Regions from separate parts of the Mus musculus genome. Here region 1 is linked to region 2. A link is a contact called in public promoter capture Hi-C data. All regions are on one chromosome and are shown on one strand. The core of a region is the stretch at or near the end of the contact, and the rest is flanking DNA. Distances in the headings are between cores, read along the strand shown. Region 1 overlaps Arl3 (ADP-ribosylation factor-like 3). Region 2 holds the start of 2310034G01Rik (RIKEN cDNA 2310034G01 gene).

What was found. Promoter capture Hi-C pulls out the DNA fragments that hold promoters and counts their contacts.
Region 1: a contact with region 2 is called in a promoter capture Hi-C map of fetal liver, with 2.1 times the contacts expected there. The contact joins the enhancer-like site here to the promoter of 2310034G01Rik in region 2. A contact is called at or near these places in 7 of 39 promoter capture datasets (the 3T3-L1 cell line, the C10 cell line, embryonic stem cells and 4 more), 3 of 115 datasets of contacts at active chromatin or transcription factors (bone marrow-derived macrophages and embryonic stem cells) and 3 of 9 other capture datasets (adipose tissue, liver and pancreatic islet).

The regions. Positions count from the first base shown.
Region 1 is chr19:46,552,150-46,557,097 of GRCm38.p6, reverse strand. The region is part of intron 2 of Arl3 (ADP-ribosylation factor-like 3); the gene reads left to right. Among named protein-coding and RNA genes, the nearest start is that of Arl3, 19 kb to the left of the region's middle. Within about 2 kb of position 3,462, at least 43 of the 459 cell types and tissues checked have an H3K27ac peak or open chromatin away from gene starts, as enhancers often do. A contact at or near this core is called in fetal liver, where this site is marked.
Region 2 is chr19:46,347,033-46,351,406 of GRCm38.p6, reverse strand. 2310034G01Rik (RIKEN cDNA 2310034G01 gene) reads left to right here and starts at 2,419. Exons shown (of 1, transcript NR_040418.1): 1 at 2,419-3,206.

The DNA.
Region 1 (4,948 bases), core at 2,213-4,712, 200 kb before region 2:
CAGGACACTGAGACCTTGTCTCAAAGAAGCCAAAAATAAATAGGGCTAGAGAGATGGCTCAGTGGTTAGGAGCACTTAGGCTCATACCAAAGACCTGGATTCAGTTCCCAGCACCCATGTGGCAGCTTGCTCACAACTACCAGTAGCTCCAGTTCCAGGGCATTTGACTTCCCCTTCCTGCATATCAGATATTTACATTATAATTCATAACAGTAGTAAAATTACAGTTATAAAGTAGCAGTGAAATAATTTTATGGTTGGGAGTCATTTCAACACGAGGAACTGTATTAAAGGATTGTAGCATTAGGAAAGGTGAGAACCACTGCTTTAAAACATCTAAGCATTGGAGGTTTGGGCAAACCAGTCTTAGTTAGCATTTTCTGTCCATAGCCTTGAGACCCTGGCATCCGGTTACCGGCTGTGCTGGTATGTGTTCTTCATGGCCTGTGAGTCTTAGCAATTCGCAACTCTTTGCAGAAAAGTCATTTCAGCTGCTACCAAATGAGCAATTTTACAGCTTCTGAACAAATTTAATGTATAGCCCAAGGAGGAGCAAATTACAGCAGTCTAGCCTACAAGGCTGAAAACACATATTAGTGTGTCAGGATGCCTGCCAGAAAGAGAAGGACTGGGGGTTAGTATTAGCAATCGACTGCATTTCCCAGAGCACTGAGGCTTCGAGAGTGCAGACGGAGCGGGTCTTCAGTTATAACTCAGCATCCCAGTGCCTCCCTTCAGGCTGTTTGCTGTGCTGTAGATGGCCGGTTTTATATTGTTGAGGTTTCATGCTTATTCTCTAAAAACACACTCTTAGTGTATTGTTTAATATTTGAAAAGACATTAGATTGTTCATTGTAGTCAGTTTAGAAAGCAGAAATAAGTAACGTTGAGACACTGGAAAACAGCTCAGGAGATGGCTCAGTGGAAAAGGGGGCTTGCTGCCAACCCAGGTAACATGTGTTCAATCCCTGGGACCCGCATGGTGAGGAGAGAGCTTGTCCTCCACACTTAGCAGTGGTGCGCTCGCGCCTGCACACGCGTGTGCAAATACACATAAACACACAGAGTAAGAAGGAAGAATGTTTGTTTATAATTTAAAAAGAAGGGCTGGAGAGATGGCTCAGTGGTTAAGAGCACCGACTGCTCTTCCAAAGGTCCTGAGTTCAAATCCCAGCAACCACATGGTGGCTCACAATCACCTGTAATGAGATCTGACGCCCTCTTCTGGTGCATCTGAAGACAGCTACAGTGTACTTAGATATAATACAAAATAAATCTTTTTTAAAAAAAAGAAAATATGAATATGTATAGTGCCTGCCACGGTTGGGATAATAGTGGCCTCCATAGGCTTGTGGATGAGAACGACAAAGAGGTGTGGCCTTTTTGAAGGATGTGTGTCACAGGGGATGCCAGCCTTCAGGTCAGGATGTAGCTCTTAATTACAACCCCAGCACTGTGTCTGACTGTGTGCCCTGTGCCCCCCACCACGATAATGGACTACACCTCTGAGAGTGTAAGACAGCCCCAAACTAAATGCTTTTTCTGATAGTTTCCTTGGTCGTAGTGTCTCTTCACAGCAATACAACAGCCAATTAGACAGAGCCACCGATAGCGTTTAGGAATGTCACCATTCAGGTTTCTCCTGTGCACATATATGGACATATGTGATAGGTATGTTTAAGATAAAAGCATCCCAGCGAGGCTGTGCACACCCTCAAACCCAGTATTTGAGAGTCAGAGAGAGGCAAGAGGATCTCTCTGGGTCTTGGGTCAGACTAGTCTACATAATGAGCTCCAGGCTGACCAGGGCTACACAATAAGATTTACCTCAAAAATAATTAAAATGTAAAAGCAGATTGTGTAGAATATAGCATTTTCCCAGAGGAATTGAGGGGGCAATGGCACATACCTTAAATCCTAGTACTCTGGAGTAGGTGCAAGCTGATCTGAGTTCGAGGCCAGCCTGGTCCATAGAGTGAGTTCCAGGACAGCTAGAGCTACACAAGGAAACCCTGTCTCAAGAAGGAAAACAAAAAGAATATAGTATTTTATATCATCTTTTTCACTCAAAGGTAATCATGAACATCTTTTTGTTTTGTTGTTTTTGCTTAAACAAGGTCTAATGTATCCTAGCATAGCCTCAAACATGATATATGGCTAAAGATGGCCCCAAACTCTGATCCTGCTGCCTTTACCTCCTATGTATAGGGATTACAAGTGTGCCCTTCCATACCTGATTGTGTGCAGTGCTGGGAATCAAACCCAGGGCTTCCTACATACTAAGCAAGCAAGGACTCTAGCCACTGAACACCACCCCAGAGCATGAACATCCTTATATACTGGTGTACACACTCACAGACACACACATTTGTGGATGTCTGTCTGTCTATGTATGCTTGTACCTATTTGTTATAATTTCCATAGAATAATCTCCTAGAAGGCTGTATGGATCTGATGAATTACAAAATTTGTTTTGTTTTCAAAATAGAGTTTCTCTGTGTAGCCCTAGCTGTCTTGGAACATACTCCGTGTGTAGACCAGGCTTCTTGCAGCTTAAGAAATTCACCTGCCTTTGCCTTCCAAGAATTGGGATTAAAGGCAGGCACCACCACACTCAGTGTAACTTACAGAAGTTTAATAAGTTATCTTTTTAAAATTACACTTGTTTATTTTGGGTTAGACTGCAGGCATGGACCATAGCAGAACATGCAAAGATCAGAGCATGTGGAAATCAGAGCACAGCTTACAGGGATTGGTGCTTCCCTTCCACCCTGCAGGTCCCGGGACTGAATTCAGTTGCCCTGCTTGGTGGCAAACACCTTTACCCTCTCTGCCATCACTGGCTTGAGTTTAAGTTTAAGGCACTGCCTAGTTTGTCTGGCTTCAATCCCTAGCACAGAAGAAACAAAACCAGAAAAGCCAGAAGTTTAAGGAAATGATACATCTGGTCACATCACAGCATTTACAACTGTTTAGTTTGTTGTATTCCAGAAAGGGCTCAGTAGTACTCAGTTCTATATTTAATAGTATTGCTGAGGAGTAGAATTTTCAAATTATGGCTGGGCATGGCGACACAGTCCTAGCAATAGATGGAGGCAGGAGAATCAGAAGTTCATGGTCTTCTCAGCCACCGCATAGTGAGTTCAAGGCCATCCTGGACTACATAGATCCGATCTCAAAAAAGGAAGGAAGAGTAGGAAGAAGGGGGAGGGGGGAGGAGAAGCAGCAGCAACAGCAGCAGACGTAGAAGAACGGACAGAAAGGAGAATATCTCAGATGCACACACGTTTGTTGTCGTGAAGCAACCGCTGTCACTTCCCTGATAAGCTGGAGCCATTTCCCTTCAGAGTTCTTGAAGGGATAGTCATTCAGTCGTGGGTGACTTAGAAGAGCCCTATTCAGCACAGTACCCAGTTCTCCTCTGTGGAACCAAGCAACAACGCCGCCTGTCCCACTGCGCCGGGCCAGGCCTGGTATTCCAGGCAGCAGTGCTGGCAAGCTGCCAGGTGAAGCAGCTGGTTTTGGAGGCATCCCCAGACCCACATAATTCCAGTTACTCTGATGAAATGTCAGGGATGTTGTAGCAAAGTATTGATTGGATATTCAAATCCTGGATTCCCTGCATCATTCTTGCCAGAGAATATGTTTTCCCTCTTTCTTATGCAGTGCCTTCCTCCTGAACCCCAAAGGTCTCGTTAGTTTGTTTCTCTCTCCACTAATTCCCCGTTGCCATGACTTGCTTTCCCTGAGTTTTACTCTGAATACTAAAAACAAAGTTTTTCCCTTCCTTCTTTCTTCATTCCTTAATTTCTTTCTTTTATTTTCTTTTTATTCATTTTTATCCATTTTATTTTTTGTGATAGGCTCTTAGTCTAAAGCCCTGGCTAGCCTGGAACTCATCAAGTAGCCCACCACACTGGTTTTGAACTTGCAGCAATCCTCCTGCATTAATTCTCTTGAGTACTGGGATTAAAAGCCTGTATCCCAGCCGGGCGTGGTGGTGCACACCTTTAATCCCAGCACTTGGGAGGCAGAGGCAGGTGGATTTCTGAGTTCGAGGCCAGCCTGGTCTACAGAGTGAGTTCCAGGACAGCCAAGACTATACAGAGAAACCCTGTCTCAAAAACACCAAAAAAAAAAAGCCTGTATCCCATGCCTGGGAGAGGTTTTTCTTTTCAAGTTCATCTAAGGTACCTCCTAAAGCAGTTTCAAGTGAGCCCTTGTTGGCTCCCGACATGGTCTGTGACTGAGGCCACCACTTCTGAGACTTTTGCTGTTTCCTCACTCCTGACAGCCCAGCTACAAACCCCCCCCCCCCCCCCGCCGCCCCCAGTGCCACAGCTCAGCTCCTGTCTCCCTGTTGACCCATGAGACATCACTTTAGAGCCTCCAGGTTTGCTTGCTCTTGCCTCAGCTTCTGCTTTCTCTCTCACACACATCCCATCCTGTTAAACTTACCGTCCTGAAGACCTCATGAGGAGAGTCTATGCTGATCACAGGTAATTCCATGTCCCATTATCCTTAGCAACATAGAGATTTGCAAATACACAATATGGATTTTTTTTTGGTTTTTTTTTTTTGTTGTTGTTATTGTTTTTTGAGACATGGTTTCTCTGTATAGCCCTGGCTGTCCTGGAACTCATTCTGTAGACCAGGCTGGCCTCAAACTCAGAAATCTGCCTACCTCTACCTCCCGACACAATATGGATTTTTTTTCATGGCTTTTGAAAGATGGAACCTGGGGCCTGAGAATGTTAGGCAAGCTCCCTGCCTCCAGGCTGCACCCCAGTCATAGTGTATATATTTCTTATTAAAAAGCATCATGTGAGCCAGGTATTGGAGAAGGAAAGCAGGAGACAGGGGTCCATCCTCTGCTACTTAGCAACTTCCAGCCCAGCCTTGGCTACATGAAAGCTTAACTGAGGAAAAGAATAAAAAGAAGGAAGGA
Region 2 (4,374 bases), core at 1,170-3,669:
CAATTCCCAGTACCCATGTGACAGCTTACAACCATCCATCTATAACTGCAGTCCTAGGGGACTGAACCCCTCCCTTTTCTGACCTCTGAGGGCTCCTGCACACACCTAGTGGACAGACATACACTCAGGCACACACACATACACATGAAATTAAGTTAACTGTTTTGAAAAGACGAAAGTGTAGCATTTCTAGAATCGGGATGAAGAAATACCACCCCACAGCTTGATCCTTCATTGTACCTAAAAACTCCCCAGACCAGAGAAGCATGAAGGCACCAATGTAACACATAGGCTCTTTGCCTTCTCAGTTCTGGCTTGAGCTGGGTCTGGGGTGAGCCTGTTCACCAACCAGGTAAGACTAGATTCCTTGAGGAAGTACAAACAGGTAGAAAGGATGACCAGTCCTGATGGGGTGAGATGAACTCATGGGTAATCCTGGATATTTCTCGGGTGCTGGTTAGAGGGCAAAGTTACAAACATTATGTCCTTTTGGTGGTATATAAACTGAAAGCCCAAGGGTGTAAGACAAACCTAACAGTTGTGGGAAACTGGAAGTCTGAAATGGGTCCCACTGGCTAACCAGGAAGGTGTTGGCTGGACTCAGTTCCCCTCTGCAGCTTCTGTGGTTTAATCTATTGCCTCATGCTTTCCGATTTCCAGACACTGCCTGTACTCCTTGCTCTCGGTACTCCCTCCATCTCTAAAGCCAAGTGGTGAGTGGTGTTTCCTGGATGGCATCAGTAGGACTCTGGACCTCTTTCATGTTTGAAGTAATTACACTGGTTTTATGTCACCCAGAATGCTCTTTTAACGACTCGATAGTCATTTTATCCCTAAGTTTGCTTCCAGGAATCTGTGCACTGCATATGTGTAGGAGCCCTCGGAGATCAGACCCCCCCCTGAAAGTGGAGTTGCAGGCGGCTGGAGAGTCACCATGTAGGTAACCGCAGGGACCTGATTAGAAATCGTTGGGAAGTGTTCAGTATTCTAGGGAGTGCCATCTGTGAGCTCAGGCAGTTGAAGCTGTGGACAGACTGGTGGCTCCAAGCCAGCTCAAGGTGTTTCTCTCTGCCTAGTAACAGGGAGGTGTGGCTCGGGCTGGGCATGGAAGGGGAAAACAGCACTGAAAAGCAGTGGGAAGAAGCTTTATTCTGGACGGTTCTGCCTCTCCCAAAGACTGGAGAACAATCCCATGAGGCTGAAGGAGGCAAGTGAATGGATGGTTACAAGGGGAAAGATAACAAGGGCTGGGGGCTCAGAAGCCTGGAGAGCAACTGTGTCGTGCCATACATATATATATGAAGCCAGGGATATGTTTGGGAGAGGAGCGGTATGGTGGGCCCATGCTATGGCATCCCTTCCCCCAGAGGTACCAGCCATATATAGAGCATGGGGAGGGGAGTTGAGGGAGATAAAGGCGGGGGGGGGGAGAGATGGGGAGAGGGAGGAATGGGGAGAGGGAGAGGGGAATGGGAAGAGATCCACAGAGCCAGCAAGACAGTGAGGAGAGGGGCAAGCAGTCCCTTTTATAATGAGTCAGGCATACCTGGCTGTTGCCAGGTAACTGTGGGGCGGAGCCTAAAAGGAATGCGAACAGATTGTTAGGGTCTCCTGTAGCCCAGGCTGTTCTGAAACAGGATGACCTGAAGGCCTGGTCTTGCTGCCTCTACTCTAGGAGTCATGGGATTACAGGCAGGATCTACCACACCCGCTTATGTGGTGCTGGGGACCGAACACAGGTGTTTGTGCATGTCTGTTTCTGTATTGACAGACCTACATCCCCGGCCCGGGAATATCTGATGAGGAGGAGGGGAGCAGAACCCCTGACCCAGGAAAGGTTTCTCAAAGCCATCAGGCAGTCACACGAAACTCAGGCAAGAGCTGGGGGACCAGTGACACGTGCTTATTATGAATTATATATCCATACCCATCCATCACAGGTCTGGACCCAGTAAAAATGCCCGCCATCTGAGTTCTAGGTCATGTATTCTTACGTCTGCCTGCCGCCCAGGGAGGGCGTCTGGCCTCGGCTGCAGACTCTCACCTACACCTACCTGCCCGCCCCTCTGCTGCTGCCACCTATCCAGACCCACAACTTCTGCAGCCGGCCGGTGGGCCTGAGCACGGCCCCGCGAGAACTCCACTGCTTCCATGGTGCAGGCGCGGCCCTGGCCTCTTCCACGCTGCCCTGGTGGGCCTTCCCACCGCCGGATGCCGCGGCCCCCGGCTCGTCGTTCCCCGCCTCCGCCGTGTCCGCGCCATCCCAGCCCGGGCGCGACGCTGCGTGGCCGGAGGGCAGCAGCCTGCAGCTGCAACTGCGCTGGGGCCGCGTGGAGCGCATGCGGGGTCCGCCCCTACCGCTGCCGGACGCCGTGCGCCGCGACTTGCGGCGCGTCTACGGCACCTACCCACGCACCGACGTGCGCGTCACCAAGCGCGGCGGCCAGTTCTTGGTGCGGGCTGTGCCGCGTGTGGGCGAGCCCGAATACAAGGTGGCCCGGCACGTAATGCGCAAGCCAGCCAGTGGCGACGATGGGGACAGCGGGGACAGCCCGGCCGCTCCGGAGGCGGTGCAGCGTGGCCGCCTCAAGAAAAAGCAAGGACCAAGATGAGCATCTCAGCGCGCCTGCGAGTCTGTCGATCCCCGCTCGCCGTCCCTGCTTTTGATTTCCCTGGAGTTATTGCTGAACCGTGCTGGGAGAGAAAGGTGTTCGGTCCAGAGGGTCTTGAAGCGAAAGCAGCATCTCTCTCCCTTCTTAGCCCTCCGTGTGGGTCCCACTCGCCTTTTTCTCTCCCTTGCACCACAACTCCCCTCTTTACAAAGCTGAGGGAGCCAAGCAATTCCCAGCTTGGAAACGGAAGTAAATAAATGAGCGACGTCCAGCATCCAATACAAGATAAAGAAGCGGGCATTTTGCCATCTGTGTGATTAAAGTCTTTACTCTGTATGTAGCCTGACCCCTGGGCCTGCTCTTAAGCAGCAGCTCTACAGTATGCAGTGGACAATCTTCTAGAATCGCCTGCCTGGACTTACTATCCAAACGTCATCTGAAGGCCTATGATAGTTCTGGAGTGTGGGAAATGTCTCCTGTAAGCTAGGTTTAGAGCTAGTTCTGACATTTTTCTAGCCGTGTGTCGTCCTTAGCCTTTCTGAACCCCTTAGCTATCACATCTGTAAAACACATAAAGTTAGGTGTTCAAAGGAATGTCATTCGTTTTCGTTCTTTTGTTTTTTCCAGACAGGGTTTCTCTCTCTACCCCTGGCTGTCCTGGAACTAACTCTCTAGACCAGGCTGTCTTTTTTTTTTTTTTTTTTTTTTTTTTTTTTTGGTTTTTTCGAGACAGGGTTTCTCTGTGTAGCCCTAACTGTCCTGGAACTCACTGTGTGGACCTGGCTGGCCTCGAACTCAGAAATCTGCCTGCCTCTGCCTCCCAAGTGCTGGGATTAAAGGTGTGCACCACCATGCTTAGCCTTTATTCCCAGTTTATGTTAAATCTTTAATTAATTAATTTTCAGATAAAGGTCTTGCTATTTTACTGACTGACCTCAAACTGGTTGCAATACTCCTGCCCGAGCCTGTTGTGCCAGAAAGCATTCACGAACTCCCAAAGACCACCTAGGAGCCGTTTCTGATGTAATAGCACTTGGGGCTCTTATCTCTTTATTACAAGCTTGGGCTTGGGTTCTCCCCCAACCCAACCCTTACAGCAGGACAGGAAGAGAAGGCAGAGCAGCCTGGAACCCTCAGCAGGACAAGGTTTTATAGGAAATGGGAGTAGGTGAGAGTGTCCCAAACCTGGCAATATCTAACTGAATGTCTATTGTAAGCTGACAGGTGGGTGTTCTGAAACAAGACCAAAGGTCTGAAAGTACATTTGAAATAATCATATTAATCTTTGGTTAACTGTTGCTAAGAAGTAGCTAGGGAGCGGTAACTCTGGGGTATGGGCTAAGGACAAGCTGTGGGGTCCTTCCTGGTACTTGGGAGTAGCTTGGGTTCTGCTGTAGGTCAAGTTCTCAGGCTTTTTTTTTTTTTTTCTTTAAGATGGAGGCCAGTCCCAAGATGGAGTAGGTTTGCCCTCTCAAGCCTACAGGGGTCATACATGGGTATCACATCTGACTAGTCTTTTTTTTTTTTTTTTCCATAAATACAGCTGAAATTTTCAGTATTTCAATGTAGTGTTGTTGATGGGCTTAGTAGAGCATCCCTTAACCCTAGGACTTGGGAATCAGAGTTAGGAGGGAGGATACAGAGCCAGACCCTGTGTGTGTGTGTGTGTGTGTGTGTGTGTGTGTGTACGATTTTACATTTTGTAATATTTTGTAATGCTTAAGTGTTGATTTAATTAGTTAATATACCCCCCTTCATCTCA